Regions from separate parts of the Canis lupus genome. Here region 1 is linked to region 2. A link is a contact called in public Hi-C data. All regions are on one chromosome and are shown on one strand. Each heading gives the region's core, a stretch centred on a gene start, on an enhancer-like site or on the middle of the called end of the contact. The rest is flanking DNA. Distances are from core to core; before and after follow the strand shown. Region 1 holds the start of DPH5 (diphthine methyl ester synthase). Region 2 holds the start of S1PR1 (sphingosine-1-phosphate receptor 1).

Evidence for each region. Hi-C and Micro-C count contacts between places; a contact is called where the count stands out from the background.
Region 1: a contact with region 2 is called in a Hi-C map of blood, with 4 times the contacts expected there. The contact joins the promoter of DPH5 here to the promoter of S1PR1 in region 2. A contact is called at or near these places in 3 of 9 Hi-C or Micro-C datasets (amygdala and blood).

The regions. Positions count from the first base shown.
Region 1 is chr6:49,539,736-49,543,458 of UU_Cfam_GSD_1.0, reverse strand. DPH5 (diphthine methyl ester synthase) reads right to left here and starts at 1,351. Exons shown (of 8, transcript XM_038541190.1): 1 at 1,237-1,351; 2 at 161-318. The coding sequence starts at 295. It overlaps LOC102153396 (a long non-coding RNA gene), which reads left to right and starts at 717. Exons shown (of 7, transcript XR_005361141.1): 1 at 717-865.
Region 2 is chr6:49,337,508-49,341,210 of UU_Cfam_GSD_1.0, reverse strand. S1PR1 (sphingosine-1-phosphate receptor 1) reads left to right here and starts at 1,316. Exons shown (of 1, transcript NM_001314114.1): 1 at 1,316-3,594. The coding sequence starts at 1,403. The coding sequence ends at 2,551.

The DNA of each region.
Region 1 (3,723 bases), core at 102-2,601, 200 kb before region 2:
CAGCTCACTCGGTGGTTGTGTTACTCCCAGTCCTGTGATCCTTAACGGGCTGGGGATGTGTTTTAAAGGCTTTAAGCCAGCAGGCCCGAAAGCTGGGTTCAGCGTCGGTCATGGAAATCACAGCTTTCCTCCCAGGGGCTGGGGCGCCGTAAGCACCTACCAGGACTTCCTTCCCTACAGTCAGGATCGAGGTGTAGGCTTCCAGGTACACTCGCCTGCAGCGTCTTACGATTTCCAGGCCCTTGACTGTGATGTCCTTGGCATCGCCCAAGCCCAAGCCGATCAGGTAAAGCATTTCAAAGTCCAAGAGGGCGGGGACTGCAAGACGGAGGCAGCAAGAAAAACACGTGTCAGCTACACCGAGGGCTCCCCGAATCTAGTGACGACCGTGGAAACCAAGAGCAAGTGTGCACGAGGGACCGCAAGTCACGAGCGAGGTCCGAGCGCCTGGCGTCCCGCCCCTTACAACCGCGGACTGGGACGAGCCGCCTCTCCCGTTACACCAAATCAAAAGCGGTCAGTCACCCTCCGAGGACTGTCGCTGAGTCCCCAAAATGGCTAACCGGCAGCCTCGCCGAACAAGCAGCTACCCGCAGGGCGAGCTCGCGTGGACGGAAGGCCCACGCCGCCGGCCTCACCGGCGGTGCCGCAAAACGCCGCCGCCTTTACCGCACTTTACGACTGGCCGGAGGGGCGGGTCAGCGGCTCCCCGGCGAGCGGCGCGGAGGCAAGGGCTGGGCCGGAAGTGAGCGGCCGGCAGCTGGGCCGCGACGCGGAGGGTCGGTCGGGCCGAGGTAGGGGGGGCGGGGGTCCGCGCACAGCCTCCCGGCGCGGCCTCGGGGGAAGGACCCCACCCTAGGACGGGGTAAGTGCGGGAGCTGTGGCCCCGAGGTCGGGCCGCACGGCCGCCTCCCCTCCAGGCCCCGGCGCGGCTGACGGGCGGGAGGGACTGAGTCGCCCGGGTGGTGGCCGGGCCGCGGCACTTCCGGCCTCGCCTCAGCATCCCCTCGTCCCACTGCTGCCTCCCTGGGAGGTGTCGGGTTAGCCCACTTGGCCCTCGGTGTGACTCCGATTTCCCGGCGGGCGGTGGTGCCTCGGCTCTGCCCCCACCTGGGGACCTCCTTCCGGGGTGCCCCCGGGTCGTGCCCGGGCTACGCCCCAGCCCTCCTCAGCGTCGGGAAGCCCAGGCCCGCCCCCTGCCCCCCGCCGCTGTGCCCTCGCGCCTAGAGAGGTGACCTTTAAGTGCCCAGGAATTTCAGGTTTCAATCGCTTCCACCGGGGGAATTCCTGCGAAGTGGTTGGTTAGATGTAGTTCCGGTATCGGGAATGGTTTGTTTTGACTGTAAATGCCCTTGGTAAGGTCACTAGTGACCTCATCAAAGTCAAAAAGACAATTTCCATTGTTTATCTTAGTAGGCAGTGTTGATTATTCAGATTTTTCCTGCTTGCTTTTTCATACAATGCCTTGAGTCTTTTTTTGCCCGACGTTTTTTTCTCAAGCCTTAATTTCATCTGATTTCTCCAAGGTTCCATCTGCCCTCTGCACTTCTCATTCAGTACGCTCGTCATGACTGATTCTATCCGGTGTCATTAACATCCATCCATTCCTTGTACCATAAGCAAAAAATTAATTCAAAATGGATCATAAATTTAATGGAAAACATAAAACCATGAAACTTCCTAGACAGAAAATATGTGTGATCTTATTATTTAGGCAAAGACTTGTCAGGTGCAACACCAAAAGCATGATGTAAGGGAAAAATTTTTTTTTGAGAAATTGAAGTTCACTGAAATAAAATGTATGCTCTTCAAAAGATATTGTTGAAGCCACACACGGGAGAAAATATTCGCAAAGCGTATGTTTGCTAAAAGACTTATGTCAAGAATACATAACTCTCAAAAGGCAAAAATAAGAATACAACTTAATTTTTTAAATAGGCCAAGAATTTGAACAAGAGTCTCGCAGAGAGTAAGATAGATAAATCCCCAAAGAGGATACACTAATATCAAAGAAGCTTTGAAATGATGCTAATTATTAGACATTAAGGAAATAAAGACTAAAACCACAGTGAGATAACAGTATATACCCCGTAGAATGGCTGACATTGGAAGCAATAATAAAACCCTGAATATACACTCATAATTTTTTAAAGATTTTATTTATCCATTCATGAGAGACACAGAGAGGCAGAGACACAGGCAGAGGAAGAAGCAGGCTCCATGCAGGGAGCCGGATGTGGGACTCGATCCCGGGTCTCCAGGATCACGCCCTGGGTGGAAGGCGGCACCAAACCACTGAGCCACCTGGGCTGCCCTATTCACTCATAATTTTGAGTGTCTCTGGTATTTTGCTGACTCAGACCTTTAGCCTCCCATTCACATCTCCCCTTCAGCTTCCTATATTTAACTTTATGCTGGAAATCACCTAGATAACCCAGAGGCATATCACATTCAACACATCCAAAACTGAATCCATCATCTTTTCAACTTGGCTTTTCCTTCTGTACTATCTACTTTGGATGGAGGGCGTTATCATCTATAGACGTAGGCAAGCCAGACACTTGGAAGTTACCTCACATCCAATCTGACTTATCTGCCTCTCAATAGAAACCGTACCTACTATCACAGTCTTTCTTTAGGTCCTCATGTCACTCCTGCACCTGTTCACCGTGCCTCCCTCACATTCATACTTCTTTCGGGGGACCAGAGAGACCTAGCTAAGTTGCAGTCTGAAAATGACATTCCCTTCAAAAAACCCTTTTGAGGTCAAGAGAAAGTCGAGGCTCTTTAACATATCCCACAAGGTCATCCCCAGAGTGACCACTGCCTACCTTGCTAGCCTCATGTCTCTCCACTCCATACCTTGAGCTACTTCTCTAGTGGTACTCTTCTGTGCCCACAACATTCTCCTTTGACTTTAGTCAGGCTACCACCTCAGCATGGAATACTTTCCTCCCATTCTCTCCTATCTAGATCACTGCTGCTCATTCTTTAAGTTTTGGGGGCCCCTGGGTGGCTCAGTTGGTTGTGTCTGATTTCAGCTCAGGTCATGATCTCAGGTCGATCTCCCTGGAATCGAGCCCCAAGTTGGGCTCTGCACCCAGTGGTGAGGCTGCTTCTCTCCCTCAGCCCTCCCCCTGACCCTTCCTGCCATTCATGCTCTCTCTCTTTCTCTCTCAAATAAATAAAATCATAAAAAAAATCTAAATTTAGGAAACCTTTCCAGAGATCCCTGCACTAGTTTAGGTATCCTTTTAATTATAATAAAACTCTGTGCATATACTTAGAAGTCAACCTAAGTGTTTTATAATTGTCCATTTGTGTATCTTCCTTATCAAACCATCAATTTCATAAAGTTAGGTCCTGTATCTTCTCATCCCTAAGGCTTAGCACAGTGTCTGCCACATAATAGATATTCAGTAAATGTTTGTTAAATAGAGCATTATGTATACACTAGTAGCTCAGTAATTTCTTTGAGTTATGATATATTTTTCAATCTTTATGAAATGCAAGGTGTGGTATGCTTTAGATGACTACCAAAAGTCATTGATGGGATGTCAAACAAAAGCATGTCATTCATGCCACTTCAGAAAGTTATTTGTGTTAAAAGGTTTATGATACAGTTCACATACTCCTCATAATTACCCTCTTGAGTAGGTAAATTTTCCAATGTACGGTCATTTTTTTTAATGTGTTTTTGTTTTCAGATTTGCTTTGAGTAAT
Region 2 (3,703 bases), core at 67-2,566:
CCCCCGCCGTCCGGGACTACGGCCTCTGTTACTCCACTTCCATCCCGTGGCGGCGGTATCTGGAAACGTTACAAGTAGACGTCTGGCAGCCAGTGCCATGTTTCGTTCCTCCACACTTTCTAGTTCTGAGACAGGAGGTAGCATGCTGGGGGAGGGCAGTGCACGAAACCGCCAGCTTCGGTTCAGCAATGCATTAAACGTGCGTTTTTTTTTGTTTTTTTTTGTTTTGTTTTTTTCTGGACAGAAGCTTTGCACTTGGAATTAGAAATGCAGTGGCATGTATTGTCATCGTCAGTAGTAGAACTTCTCTCTCTTTTGTGTGTGTGCCTGTGTGTGGTTTGGCCAAACCCACAGCAACTGAACACACTTCTTAGAAAATCAGTGAATGTATTACATTCCTGGGATTTATTGCAAGCTCTTATGAACGATCTTCACTGAATTATCTTCATCTTTTCTTGCCCTGGCTTACAAGGAAAAAAAAAAAAAAACTAGAAGAAGAAATTAAGAAAAGGCAGTTGCTTCACAGAAGTGTAAGCTTTCCTGTTTACCGCAAGGCCGGGGCGGGCTGGGCTGCCCACACCCCTCGGACCCTGAGCACACCTGTTCCTAGAGAGTTATTAATAGAGCCCAAAGAATGACTTACTCTGTCAAATGATTTTCGTGCAAATCGAATGTCTTGCAAGGCAATTAGGAGGTGGTTCTCAGCTCTTTTAGCAGGGGGGTGGGGGAGAGCAGAGGTGGTGTGAGCCTCCACCCTCATGTTAGCGGTTGGGTCTCTTTGGAGGAGGAAACCCTCTGGGGAGCCGGCGAATGCTTCAGGAGACTTCCACGCTGGAAACCTGGAGGGGGTTGGAGGTGGGGAAGTGAGGGTGTGTGTGTGGGGGCGGGGGGGGAGGTGTTATAAATGGGGATCACTTCTCCAGTTTTCCCACTCCCATTTGGATGTGACACAGGAGAGTTTTCGTTTTGTCCAGTTGGAGTTTTCTGTTTGGGTACATTTTTGTTTCTTCTCCCTCCTCTCCTCTTTTTTTCTTTTTTTTTTCTGCAAGAAATAGTCATTTTATTATATATATAATATGTATATATATATATATTAAATCCCACTCTTTACGCCTTCCCCAAGTTTCCTTAAAACAAATCCACGACAAAACTGGAGCAATGCCTTAGCTAGAATAAATGATGCCAGTGTGCTGTGGCCGCTTCCCTGACTCTCTCCTCTTTGTGACTCGTTTAAAGGGGTTGGCTTCCGAGGCCCTCTCCAGCCAAGGGAAAGAGACGCAGAAAAGCCGGGATCCCTCGGGCCGGAGCACCCCCGCGGCAAGTGAAGGCTCGCTCGGCCTCGCCCTCTAGCGCCCTTCTGGAGAAGCGCCACCCCGGGCTCCGGGAGGCGCGGCTGCGCGCCATGGGGTCCACCAGCGTCCCGCTGGTCAAGGCCCTGCGCAGTCCCGTCTCCGACTACGTCAACTACGATATCATCGTCCGGCACTATAACTACACGGGCAAGCTGAACACCAGCGCGGACAAGGAGAATGGCATTAAAATGAGCTCGGTGGTGTTCATCCTCATCTGCTGCTTTATCATCCTAGAGAACATCTTCGTCTTGCTGACCATTTGGAAAACCAAGAAGTTCCACCGACCTATGTACTATTTCATCGGCAACCTGGCCCTGTCTGACCTGTTGGCGGGGGTGGCCTACACGGCCAACCTGCTCTTGTCTGGCGCCACCACCTACAAGCTCACCCCCGCTCAGTGGTTCCTGCGGGAGGGGAGCATGTTCGTGGCCTTGTCGGCCTCCGTGTTCAGCCTCCTGGCCATCGCCATCGAGCGCTACATCACGATGCTGAAGATGAAACTCCACAACGGGAGCAACAGCTTCCGCTCCTTCCTGCTCATCAGCGCCTGCTGGGTCATCTCCCTGGTCCTGGGCGGCCTGCCCATCATGGGCTGGAACTGCATCGGCGCGCTGGCCAGCTGCTCCACCGTGCTGCCGCTCTACCACAAGCACTATATCCTCTTCTGCACCACCGTCTTCACGCTGCTCCTGCTCGCCATCGTCATCCTGTACTGCAGGATCTACTCCCTGGTCAGGACGCGGAGCCGCCGCCTGACCTTCCGCAAGAACATCTCCAAGGCCAGCCGCAGCTCCGAGAAGTCGCTGGCCCTGCTCAAGACCGTCATTATCGTCCTGAGCGTCTTCATCGCCTGCTGGGCGCCGCTCTTCATCCTGCTGCTGCTGGACGTGGGCTGCAAGGTGAAGACGTGCGACATCCTCTTCAGAGCCGAGTACTTCCTGGTGCTGGCCGTGCTCAACTCGGGCACCAACCCCATCATCTACACCCTCACCAACAAGGAGATGCGCCGGGCCTTCATCCGGATCCTGTCCTGCTGCAAGTGCCCGGGCGGGGACCCCGCGGGCAAGTTCAAGCGGCCCATCATCGCCGGCGTGGAGTTCAGCCGCAGTAAGTCGGACAACTCCTCCCACCCGCAGAAGGACGATGGGGACAACCCGGAGACCGTTATGTCCTCTGGAAATGTCAACTCTTCTTCCTAGAACTGAAAGCCGCCGACCCATGGGGGAGAGTTCTTGCGTGGTCACCCACCACCACCCAGGGTTTGGGGGAAAAAATGGAAAAAAAAAATCTCTGTCTCCACTGCTGCTGGGGAGGAGCCGCTGGGAGCCAGAGGGAGGGCGGGCAGGCCCGGGGGTGCCGGGGTGTTGGTGGCTTAGTTCCTGTGAACAATGCACTGGGAAGGGTGGAGACCCGGCCCTGGCCTGGAAGCTGTTTCCTACCCCCCGCCCCGGAGCTTTGATTTTGCACTGAGCCAAAGGTCTAGCATCGTCAAGCTCCTGAAGGGTTCCCAGTGTGGCCCTGGTCCCGGTGTGAAAGCATCTGTCGGGAGCTTTGAGGAGATGTTTTCCTTCACCTTAGTTTCCAGCCCAAGTGATTGTGTGCACTTCTGCTGCCCTGGGTATGCTCTGCGTATCCCACCCTCCCTTGCCCGCCCTTCAGACCCCTCCTCAAAATTCTCTTACTTTCCATCTGAACTACCTGGCCTTCATCAGAGCTGGGGGAGCTGGGGGTAGGTGGTATAGTCCACTTCTGGGGGGTCTGTAGCAGGTAGCCTGTGTCCAGGACGTAGACTGTGAGGGATGGAGATGGTTTGGAGATGTAAAGCCGTTTTATTTGCTGAGGCCAAAGTTTCCAGATCAGTTTTGGGGAATTTCATTAAAGTCACTTTGATTTCTTTTTTTTTTTTTTTTTTTTTCCCTTTCACAACATGACAATGAAATGTGTGATAGCAGCATCATTATCCATGGTGGCTGAAATCTGCCTAAAGAAGTCCAGTTTATCTACAGTATGGTATCCGGCAGGGTCCTTAGTGTCCCAGGAGGAACAAACTAGCAAAACGAGGTGAAAACTGACGGGGAGTGGTGGTGACTGTAAACCAAGAGAGATTTCTTAATGGATCTGTCTAATGAATACAACATCTGTCTTTGGCACTTTTGTTGATGTTTATTTCAGAGTGTTGTGTGACTTAGTTCAACGAACAGGATGGTTGTATTTTGTTGTGTTAAAAGTACTTTCTGTGATTTTTGAATGTATTTGTTTGAGCATTTTATTGGATTTTTCTAACCTGCGTTAACACCGTTGAACGTGTATTTCCTAAGAAAATACAACCCTCTTGTGCCATTAAAGCATTA